Regions from separate parts of the Macaca mulatta genome. Here all the other regions are linked to region 3. Evidence: chromatin contacts called from public Hi-C data. All regions are on one chromosome and are shown on one strand. The core of a region is the stretch at or near the end of the contact, and the rest is flanking DNA. Distances in the headings are between cores, read along the strand shown.

Region 1 (3,558 bases), core at 469-2,968, 89 kb after region 3:
TGCAAATAGCTAGTAGATATATATGAAAAATAACTCAATGTCACTAATAATAGAAATACATTTTAAAAAATAATAGCATTTTTCTCTTCTACCAAAATAGTAAATATCAGAAGTATTATAATCTAGGGTGATGTGAAATAAATACTCATGAACTGCTGGTAACAACTGCTACAAATTTTTTGGAAGGAATTTGTATATTATTCATCAAAAACTTTAAAAATGCACATACCATGTGACCCAATGTTTTCCCTTCTAGAAAGGTATAACAAATTATTTAAAGATATGCACACAGATTATGTTCCAAGGGCATTCTTTCCAGAATTATTAATAACACTGAATCCTCAATGTCTAATATCTAATAGTAAATTACATATATCTAAAGAGTAGAAAATATTATACAATTATTAAAGTTGTGTTGTTGGAGACTTTAATGATTTGAGAAAATATTTATGTTGTTAAGAAAAAAAAAAGCAGGTTACAAATTATTAGTCCAGTTTTGCAGTACACACAGAGTTAAAAAAAAAAAAAAGCAAGGAAATTCCTCAACATGTTAATACCATTAACAATGCTCTCTGGGTGGTAGGATCTCTAGTTATTTTTATATTCTTCCTGATACTTTTCAATATTTTCCAAAATGTTTACAAAGAACATACATTGTTATAATCAGAATATAGGTGTGATACACAAATCTATGTGTGTATACATACACACAAACACATATACAGAGACTGTCATGTGAAAATTTCGTTAAAAGGACATTAGAGATAGTGCCACAAACAAATGTGCCACAGGCCAACTTACAATGAGTGGGCCAGGTGGATTTGTCCAGGTATTCAATAATCAGAAATTTGGATGCTTCTTTTGAAAAACACGATAACTCACCCATTTACAGAATCTTAGATCAAGAAGGGATCTTGAGATCCCTGCCACTGAGGAAGGCCTTGTGTCCATCTTGTTCACCAGTTGGTGCCCATCACCTAGTTCAGTATGTTTTTGAATGAAAGAAGAAAAGAGCACCCCAATCATTGTACAGATGGAGAAACTGTTTCCTCCAGAAAACACAGGGCTTAATGCCCAATGTTACACATCTCCACGAAATAACACCAATAGCAGCAATAATTACAGCTACTACTACTACCAACACATGTCACCTACTGTGTGCCAGGCACTCTTCCAAGTGCTTTATGTACCTCAACTTACTTAATCCTCATAATAATCCTACGTGGTGGGTATTATTTTCATTAAATAGGTGAGAAAACTGAGTCACACACCACGTCTCTACACCTCAGTCCTCTTTCTTCCCCGCCATTTCATGCACACCCTAATCACCTAGAAATTGGATCTGACGCTAGCCAGCACAGATCCTTACAAGGGACGTTCCCAGGGCGCATCTGTGTGTTTGTGTGCAATGAGGAAAGTAGGGAGCTTTTTAAAGACCCGCCGCCAGAAAACAATGTCCTGATGTCCTGTATTTACTCTAGCTTCATCCCGGGAGCGCCCCTCCCAGTGGGCCAAGGGGACCTGAGATACCCGACTCCACGGGGTCCCCAGCCTCTCTCGCCCTCTAGCGCGAGGCGAGCGCCTCGCATCCCCTGGGGACCCGCCGGGCTGGGCCGCAGCCCCCGTCCGCGCCACCTGCTCCCCAGCTCCCGCGTCCCCGCCCCGCGTCCCGCCCCCGCGCCGCGCCCGCGCCCGGCGGTCCCTCCCTCCGGCGTGACGGGAGCACCAGCGCTGGCTGCCCGGGCCGCGAGCGCAGCGGAGCTGTCAGCGGGCGGACAGGCAGGGGGCGGGGGAGCGGCGAGCCGAGAGCACAGCAGTCGCGGCCCGGGAGCCGGAGCCGGAGCTGCCGCTGCACCCCGGGAAGGCTGCCTTGCCGCCGGCCTGCCGACCGCGGCGGGACGAAGATGCTGTTCCGCTCCCGGGGGCCGGTACGGGGCAGGGGCCGGGGGCGGCCGGCGGAGGCTCCCCGCCGCGGGCGCTCGCCGCCCTGGAGCCCCGCCTGGATTTGCTGCTGGGCGCTCGCCGGCTGCCAGGCGGCCTGGGCTGGGGACCTGCCCTCCGCCTCCAGCCGCCCGCTTCCTCCTTGCCAGGAGGTGAGCAGCACCTGGTCCTCTACCTGGAGTTTGCGGGGGCGGGGGGAGAGCGCGGAAGATGAAGGCTGAGAGCGGTGCCTGTTTATTTCTGTTTGCCATCCCCTTTTCCTTTGCTTGGAGAACAGGGGCTTTCGTTTGCTTCGAGGGGTGAAGTTGCCCGGCCCGGTAGCTGGCCCGGAGAGGATGTGTGACTTCGCTGTCTCTCGGGGGATGCTTTTCTGTCTGCGCCCGTGTGTTTTGGGGGCTCTGCAGGACTTTGCGGCGTCCTTTTTGGAGAGCCAGGTTTGAGGACCTGGGGTCGAGGGAAAGATTTCAGGAAGGGGAGGAGACTGGGGAAGCCCCACCAGTGGGATTTGGAGAACCATCTCATCACAGCTTTTCCAGAGAGCCAGACACAGACACCGGAGGATTTCCCGCTCCTCCTCCCCCTGTCTCCACTCCTCTGTCTCTGCAAACGCCTTCGTCCCTGCACTCCTCTGCCCTCAGCTTCCTGATTCAGGCCCTGTGGGTTTGCTAAGCCAATGTGTGGTGTCACTTAGCATCCTTCTGACAAAATGTGGATTTGAATTTGGAAAAAGAAAAAAAAAAGAGTATGTATTTGGTAGAGAAGAGGCAGGTTGATGATGGGGAAAATTAGAAAAGACAAAGTGAATATGCTCCTTTTGGGAGGTGCTTTATCACCTGGCTGAAGTGTTGCCGCGATATATTTTATAGCTTGAGATTATTGTTGATTTTAGGTCAAAAAGGATAAGCTATGGGTGATGAGATTTTTCTCTGGTTTTTAGAAGAACGAGACAGTGTGCCAAAAATTTACAGGGGGTGTCACTGGTACTTGTATTGGGTGTTTTATCTTTCCATTTAGTGTTCCAGAAAGTGCATCCTCTTAATGAAAATCAGTGAGGGGAAGGAAGCAACATTTCTGACCTAATTTGATTGTGTTGAGAGGATATGTGGAATAGATACTGTTTTTAGGAAGATTGTTAGGAATCTGGGCGATGGGTCATTTTAATTAATGTAGCAAAAATAGATTAGCCAATAGCCCCTCTGGGAAGAAAGGCCAGACCCTGTTCTTTGTGTATGTTGCTATAACTTCCGAATTTTACCGAGACTTGAATTACAGAGTATCTGTATTCTAGACATCGTCCATCATCTATGGATTTTCATCTTTCTCTCCTACAGTACAGGTCCCAGGACAGACTGAAATGAAAGAGAATCGGATCAAAGGCTTGTGTGTGAACACACAGCAATGTTGTAATTGGGCAAATCAGGACAAGAGCTCAACAAACAGCTGTGTTTAATTCTAGGGTTTTTTTTTTAATAGTATAATGAGCTTAATCTGTATTCTACAACTTTATGTATCACCTGGGAATAATCCATTATTCCAGGTTTCCACAGAAAGCTGCTTCTTGGACATCTCGGATTGAACAGTTGTGACAAGATAAATTTTATCCTCCAGCCCCCAACT
Region 2 (3,316 bases), core at 259-2,758, 65 kb before region 3:
CTCCTTTTGGGTCCTGATTTGGGCTTCCTCAAGAAAACTTTCCCTGCCACCTGAAGCTATTGGGTTTCCTCCCATGTATCCTCATAGCATTCCATTGTGTCCAGTTCACAGCACTTGTCACCATTTATGACAGCCACTATTTGAATATTTATTTGTTGGTATCATATATTCTTTATTACTTTTTTCAAAAAATGTTGAACATAGATACTATAGTTCCACTTATTATTATGATCTTCACTTTTTACATATGAAGGGGCTCAAGAGAGGTTAGATAACTTGTCTAAGGTCACATAGCTTGTTGATGGTGGCATCAGGGTTTGAAGGCAGAAACGATCAACCTCAAAGCTTGTGCTTTTAGCCACCGTATCTCTTTTCTCTAGATTCTAATTATGCATCTCTGTTTTCCACTCTAGCTTCAAGGCTATGACTATGCCTGTGTCTTCATCACTATATCACCACGTCTGGTAGTTGTCCGGTACATAGCAGATTCTCAAAAGTATTTTGTTGAACGTGGCTAAATGTGAGTGAATAAAGTTATTTGTACCGCCATTCAATCTTCTAAGATAACTGGGTGCAGGATTGTGTAGCACTGCTGTTTTATCAGGAAGTCCTGAGCAAACAAACATGATTTGTAAAATATATAACTTGTAGGTCAGATATTCACCGTACTAATTCTACTCAGTGTTGCAAATTCCAGATCTATGTATCTACATCGTTTGTAGTCCATCCCGTGCCCTAAACTGTTGAGTGGACGCCTAGAATCATGACTTGGATTCTAAATGTTGTGTGGGTACAACGTTCCAACCCAGACCCTCCCTGCACACAAACGTTTTCAGAGCTCTCTTCAATCTAGGCGCTATATAGTGCCCTGAGAATCCAGCGTGGTTGTATGTTTCCAAATATTTATACATGATTCAAAATGCAGAGTGTCGTTGTTACTTTTAATGACCTGTCCACCTCCAGTTGTCTATATCCTAAAACCTGGAAGACGAGATTGGTACGCGAAGCGCTGGCTCCACAGCTGCAAACGTGCTGAGTCAGCACCATCACTGGCGGCATGACGGACAAGTCAAAGACGTATCTAGCACTACTGCCTCCTAACTTTCTGTAAACACATAAGATCTCTGTCACAGAACAAATCAAGGCAAACACGCAAACAACCCTAAACCAAAATTACCAGTGACTGCCATTCTGTCCTTGTTAAGCGAAGACTGAGGTGGTTAAAGCAGGTTGATTGTTTTTAAGATGCTTTCAGCCAGGTGCAAGGTTATCTGCAAAAATGTGCTTTGCCAAGTGGATCGCATGGACACTAATTACTAAGGGCTAAGGAGCTGAGAAACGTCCAGCTGCAGAGATTGGCCGCCCTAAGGGGACTAAGCTGGCACCTCTAGAAATAAAGCTCCGCAGCCAATGCGGCGCCTCGGCCCGCGGGATTGGCTGCCTCGGTTGTGACGCGACCTGGGCGGGCCGACTTGCGACGGAGGCCGCGGGTCCGGGTCGGGGGACCCGAGAAGGACCCTAGAGGTGATCCGCAGCGCTGCGCCCGGACCGCGCTCCCGCCCTCCGCCAGCGCGGAAGGTCTATTTCTCCCCCACGCATCTGGCCCGCGTCCCCGGGCCGCGGCACCGGATCCCGGCGGGGGTGTGGACCCAGGGCCCGCTCTCTCCGGCGCGGCCAGAGCCCCCCAGTGTGCGAGCGCCTAGGGGATGCCGAGGTTTGGCGGGTGCGGGGCCAATCTGGGCAGGGCCGAGCCGAGATTCTCCCTGTCTCTGTGCCCTGACCGTACTCCTGCTGCGGTTCCGGCAGAGAGCGCGGGGAGAGCAGCGGCGGGAGGTGCGGGGAGCACGCCGGCCGTGGGGTAGAAGCAACACTTGAGAGGGGATCCAAGTTGCTTGGCTCGGCCCGAGCAGCGACCTGAACCCGCCGCCCTGCGGGAGGGGTGTGCGGAGCGCTGGGCTGTGCTCCTACAACTTCACTCCTCCCGCCGCTGGGGAACGTAGCGGGCGAGGCGCAGAGGGCTAGAAAAGGGATTCTCAATGCATTCTTCCAAGAAAACTTTTTCTCCCTCGAACATGAAGGAATACGTGTTCACTGTAGAAAATTGGGAAAACATGGGAAATTAATTGTGTAAAAAATGGGGGGCGAGGCGTGGGAGTCACTCCCGGGGCGAGGGGACTGCGATTTGCTTTGCTAACCGCAGCCGGGGGCGCCGAAGGCCGAGATTTGAGGAAGTGGGAGCTGCCCGGGCGGGGGCGTCCCGCCGAGAGTCCGCCACGCAGTGTTTGTTTCCTTTCACTTCCTGCGGCAGCTGCTCAAGATGAGGAGGTGCGTGGGGCCGGGGCGGAGCGGCAGCGTTCTCCGCGTGTGAGCCCCCACCCATCGCCGGCGCCAGCACTTCCCTGACCACTCGGGTTCGGCTATGCGGGAGCCGTGAGGAGGAGGCTTGCTGTCGTGGACTTGAGATCTCGGGAAGTCATGCTGGCTTGCTTTTAAGTGGCTTGGGGAAAGTGAAGAAACCCCAAAATGGAGGACTTTGCTACTAGGACCTATGGCACCAGTGGCCTGGACAACAGACCTCTGTTTGGGGAGACGTCCGCCAAGGTGAGTGCGGATTGTGTTTCCAGACTGGGATGGGGGGTGTGTCTGCGGCCTGCCCTCCCGCCGAGTCCTGGCTGGGTCCTGCTGCTGCTCCTAAAAGCACTGTTAGGGAGGAAGCTGGTTCTGCAATACCGCTTCCCTCTCAAGATGTTTGCCCGGCCAGTCAGTCGTTGCCTGCTTTGGGACACGTGGTTGGCCAAGAGCGTTGAAGGCTGGAGTGGAGAAAAGTTCAGAAAGTTCGGGGTTGTTGGAAGCCCTTCTGGGGAGTGCGGAAGCCCCTCCGGAGGGGGGAGGTTGATTTAGTGGTTGTACAGCTGCACCTGCAGCAGGAGGACTGATCCTCCAGAGGCTTCAGGTGTGTGCCCAAAGCTTCCTAAGAGAGCCGAGAAGGGGTGCTTCATGATTCCTGTTTAAATAGAACTGTTAAGGGTTCATTGCTGAGCAGTGAAGCAGCCAAGCAAGGAAAGGGGAGAGGCTTGAGATGAGGGGTTCTTGAATGATGGCCTGCATTCCAGGAAGTGATCAAAGGGTCCCTGAACCCAAACGGGCTACATTATTCTAGGCTTTAAAATGTATAACGCCTTTTAAAAAGGATTAATTATGTGATGTCCTGGGCCAACAATTGAGGAGAGATCTTTTTCTATCGTCAGCATTAACTTTCTGAGTAGTTTGGGCAAGATCTGCCTGGTTTATTTTTTCGCCTAAAAGTGGCATTGGT
Region 3 (3,395 bases), core at 226-2,725:
TAATCAAAATGACATTTAAATAAATGAAACGGTAGAAAATTAAATTGTTCATAATGAATTCCCCAGTGTGCTTTTCCCTGACAACTTATTTCTAGTATTCAGTCATGGAATGGATTATCTTTCTACAAAATTGGGGCGGGGGAAGACATGATAACCACGTTCCTCCTTTTATTTAAACTTATCTACCTTTATAGAATCAGAGCAAACACAAAATCTATTTGTGATTTCTATTACAGGAATTTTCTTCACAAAATGAAAGCACCATCAAGATAAAGGGAGAAATGACACGAAAGCAAACAAATGCCACATACATTTGGTAACTATCTGTATTTTATCTTTACTATTTTGAAATTAATAAAAATCATTTAGTTTACCACTTTCTCGGGTCATCTTATCATTTGGAGACATAAAGGACCTGAAATTGCAAAGCATTTAAAAGTATATCAATTCCCAGGAAATCCTTTCATATGTGAAAAATATGGTGGTAAGAAAAAAAATGGACTATTAAAATGAAAACTCCATTCTGGAAAGGCAAAATAACACCTCAGTGTTAAATATGCAGTCTCTACATATGATATTAAAAAAAGTAGAATGAACCCTCCCTAAACTTAGTTCCTTTCTAAGCTTTTGATGTCTTTGCAACAGACAGATGTGTGTTTAATACAAGTGATGCAAGACGTCAATACTTTCAAAAACACTTCTAAGCTCTCTCAATATTTTAACATCTATGTGCCAGGCAGTAAATCCTTAGGGAACACTTGTTTCACATTATCGCATTCATCCTCACAGGTGTTAATTTAAGCCAATGCACTTAATGAAGCATGGCAAAAGCAACTGTTTAAAATAATGAGATGTTGTTTTCAGGACATGTAAGTTTATTACACCATTAATAAAAACTAGAGTCTGTAGATGTTGGAGAGATAAATGAGGCTAATAGAAAGGTAAGATTTTTGCGGAGAAAGTAAAGGCAAGATTTTGTGATTTAAATACTAACCAATGATATCAAACTAACCTTATAAAATACATACACTATCTCCCCACCTTTAAAGCACCCCTGGGGTGTAATGAGATAACTAAAGCACTGAAAAACGAGATCTCTAAAAAAAGGACTAGAGGACAGCTACCTATTTTTGATATGATTCTCTACCAGTAAACATTTCCCAGCCATGCTGTTTTCGAAGCTCAAGTCATAACCCCCAAACTTTGATTTCTTCCCCTTAAAATACTTCTAAAACCTGAACACTCAAGAGAAAAATGTTTACATAAAATAATGTATTCATATAACTGCAAAGTATGAACTTAAAGTTCTAAGAAAGATGCAATGCCCAGTACTTACTGATTAAATGTTGATGAAGACAGGGCAATAGCATTTTGGCTCCACCATTAGCTCAACTGCAACCAATTAAAGAGATTCACGCAGAATATGCAGGTGCTAAATCAGTCCCAAAAAGCATATTTTGGGGTGAGCCTATCAACTAAAATAGTAAGAAAAAAAATTAGCTTGTTTGGTGGCATACAGAAGTATTGGGAGTTAAAATGAGATAAAAATCACCATAAATCATTAAATGTATTTTTCACACCTATAACATAATGGTTTTTTTCCAGAAACAATCAGGCTGGTTTTCGTGCTTTGTGTACGGAAGAAAAAAACTATTCTCACACCAAACTGGATTGTCTCAGCATGACAATTTTTGTAACGTTAAGGAAGGTAGTTTTAATCTTTTTTCTCTAAATCTTAACAATTTCTAAATCCTAACCAAATAAATCTTGTCTCTAGTACACCATAAGAGCAAAAAGATAAGATTTTGGTGTACCGCCATAGTCATTCTCTAAATGTTAAAGTGATGGTAAATTATTCAAATTATTAAAAGACAGTAATCCTCAGAAAGCTATTTGAAATATAAATTCAAAACTAGCTTAAAGAAATTTGAAGTAATGAAAAAATATGAAACCCTTAACTGAAAAAAACAGATTTTGTAATACTTTCAACATAGTAGAATAATATTTTCGTATTTGGACTGGAGCTTTATAGTTTTCTCCCACGAATTAAAAATACAGGTATAACTTAAAATTTTCCAAATGGCATCACTTTAAGACACAAGACACGTCATATTAAAAAATAATTCTACAGAATATGCATTTTTGTAGGACGTCCCAACAAGCAGCCTCGCCTGTCAGAAAGGAGGCACACGTACAAAAATCAAATCCATGTACATTAAAAAGAGGTACACAAAGATGAATCGAGTTGCGAAAAAGGCAACTACACAAATTCAATGAGAAAGGGAGGAGTCCTGACTCATAGACCGAATATTTTATATAAAGACATATGCTCTATCATTCAACTGCACAGAATGGCACTTGGCCACTTCTCTCAAATCTGCTCTGGAGATTGTGGTAAAACATTCTATATACCTCCCTGAAGAAATTCTCAAAGCGAAGTCCATTTTAGAGAACAAAGTGGACTTAATTTTAGGAACTTTCTCGGAACTCGGCACAACAGAGTAATTACTACTTTACAGACGCATTTTCCGTGCTCCACCAGGGCTCTGTCCCCGCGCCCCAGCCCACATCCCTTCTTTAAAGAGACTCAAACTGACAGAGACGGTTCGGCCAGCTACCCGATTCTCTAAGTCTGGGCCGTGAATCGCCGAGCAAGGCTGAACCCCCGCAAAATTACAGAAGAATTTAAAGCGCAAACGAGGTAAAAGAACAACAAAAAAAGCAAAGGAGGGGAAGTTGGGTCGAGACCCGCCCCCACTCTCTCAACCCCACCCAAGCCTACCTCTCCTACGCTGAACCATAAAACAAAACCGAAAACGTAACAAAAATACAAATTTTAAAAAGAACATCACAAGAAAACAAGTAGGGCTTCTTTACTGTCTCCACTCCCTCTGGCCCAGTTCTCTACCCAACCTCCCGGCCCACCCCACCCCCCAGGGGTCCCGGCGCCATTTAGCTCCTCCGAAGCCGCCGCCATTTTCCGCCCCCGCCGGATCGCTGCTGTGCCTCGGCGGCCGCTCGCTTCCCTACTCTGCAGCCTGAGCCACGGGCGCCGCCCGGCCCTAAGAGGGAGGCCCTGGCCGGAACGTGCGGGGACGGCAGCTGCAACGTCAGGAAGGCCAGGCTCCGACCCCGCCCGCAGTGCCCCGGCGCCGACAGCTTGCGCCAGCCGGCGGGTGCTAGCGGGCAGCAAGGGGGCCGGACAGGCTCCACTGGGCGGAGCGGCCCTGACGGCGGTTGGGACCTGAAGGTTCCATCGCACTTACTTCCTGTTTTGGGTCCGGGCACTTTGGAAGAACCAGGATGGAGGCTCCAAAAAATACCAGGATGGAGGAAGCAGCCACGGGCGAGAGTGGCTGCAGCTGGAGTGAGCGAGCGCGACAAGCCACCGGAAA

Evidence for each region. A called contact is a pair of places that touch in the nucleus more often than the background predicts.
Region 1: a contact with region 3 is called in a Hi-C map of fetal cortex germinal zone, with 2.4 times the contacts expected there. The contact joins the promoter of ELAPOR2 here to the promoter of DMTF1 in region 3. A contact is called at or near these places in 2 of 14 Hi-C or Micro-C datasets (cortical neurons and fetal cortex germinal zone).
Region 2: a Hi-C map of cortical neurons shows a contact between it and region 3, with 4 times the contacts expected there. The contact joins the promoter of TMEM243 here to the promoter of DMTF1 in region 3. A contact is called at or near these places in 3 of 14 Hi-C or Micro-C datasets (CD4 T cells, cortical neurons and liver).

Annotation. Positions count from the first base shown.
Region 1 is chr3:132,339,861-132,343,418 of T2T-MMU8v2.0, forward strand. It overlaps ELAPOR2 (endosome-lysosome associated apoptosis and autophagy regulator family member 2), which reads left to right and starts at 1,719. Exons shown (of 22, transcript NM_001194030.3): 1 at 1,719-2,093. The coding sequence starts at 1,905.
Region 2 is chr3:132,185,803-132,189,118 of T2T-MMU8v2.0, forward strand. TMEM243 (transmembrane protein 243) reads left to right here and starts at 1,509. Exons shown (of 5, transcript NM_001194372.2): 1 at 1,509-1,714; 2 at 2,309-2,601. The coding sequence starts at 2,524.
Region 3 is chr3:132,250,839-132,254,233 of T2T-MMU8v2.0, forward strand. It overlaps DMTF1 (cyclin D binding myb like transcription factor 1), which reads right to left and starts at 1,476. Exons shown (of 18, transcript NM_001266901.1): 1 at 1,337-1,476. LOC114677126 reads left to right here. Exons shown (of 3, transcript XM_028846573.2): 2 at 2,957-3,395.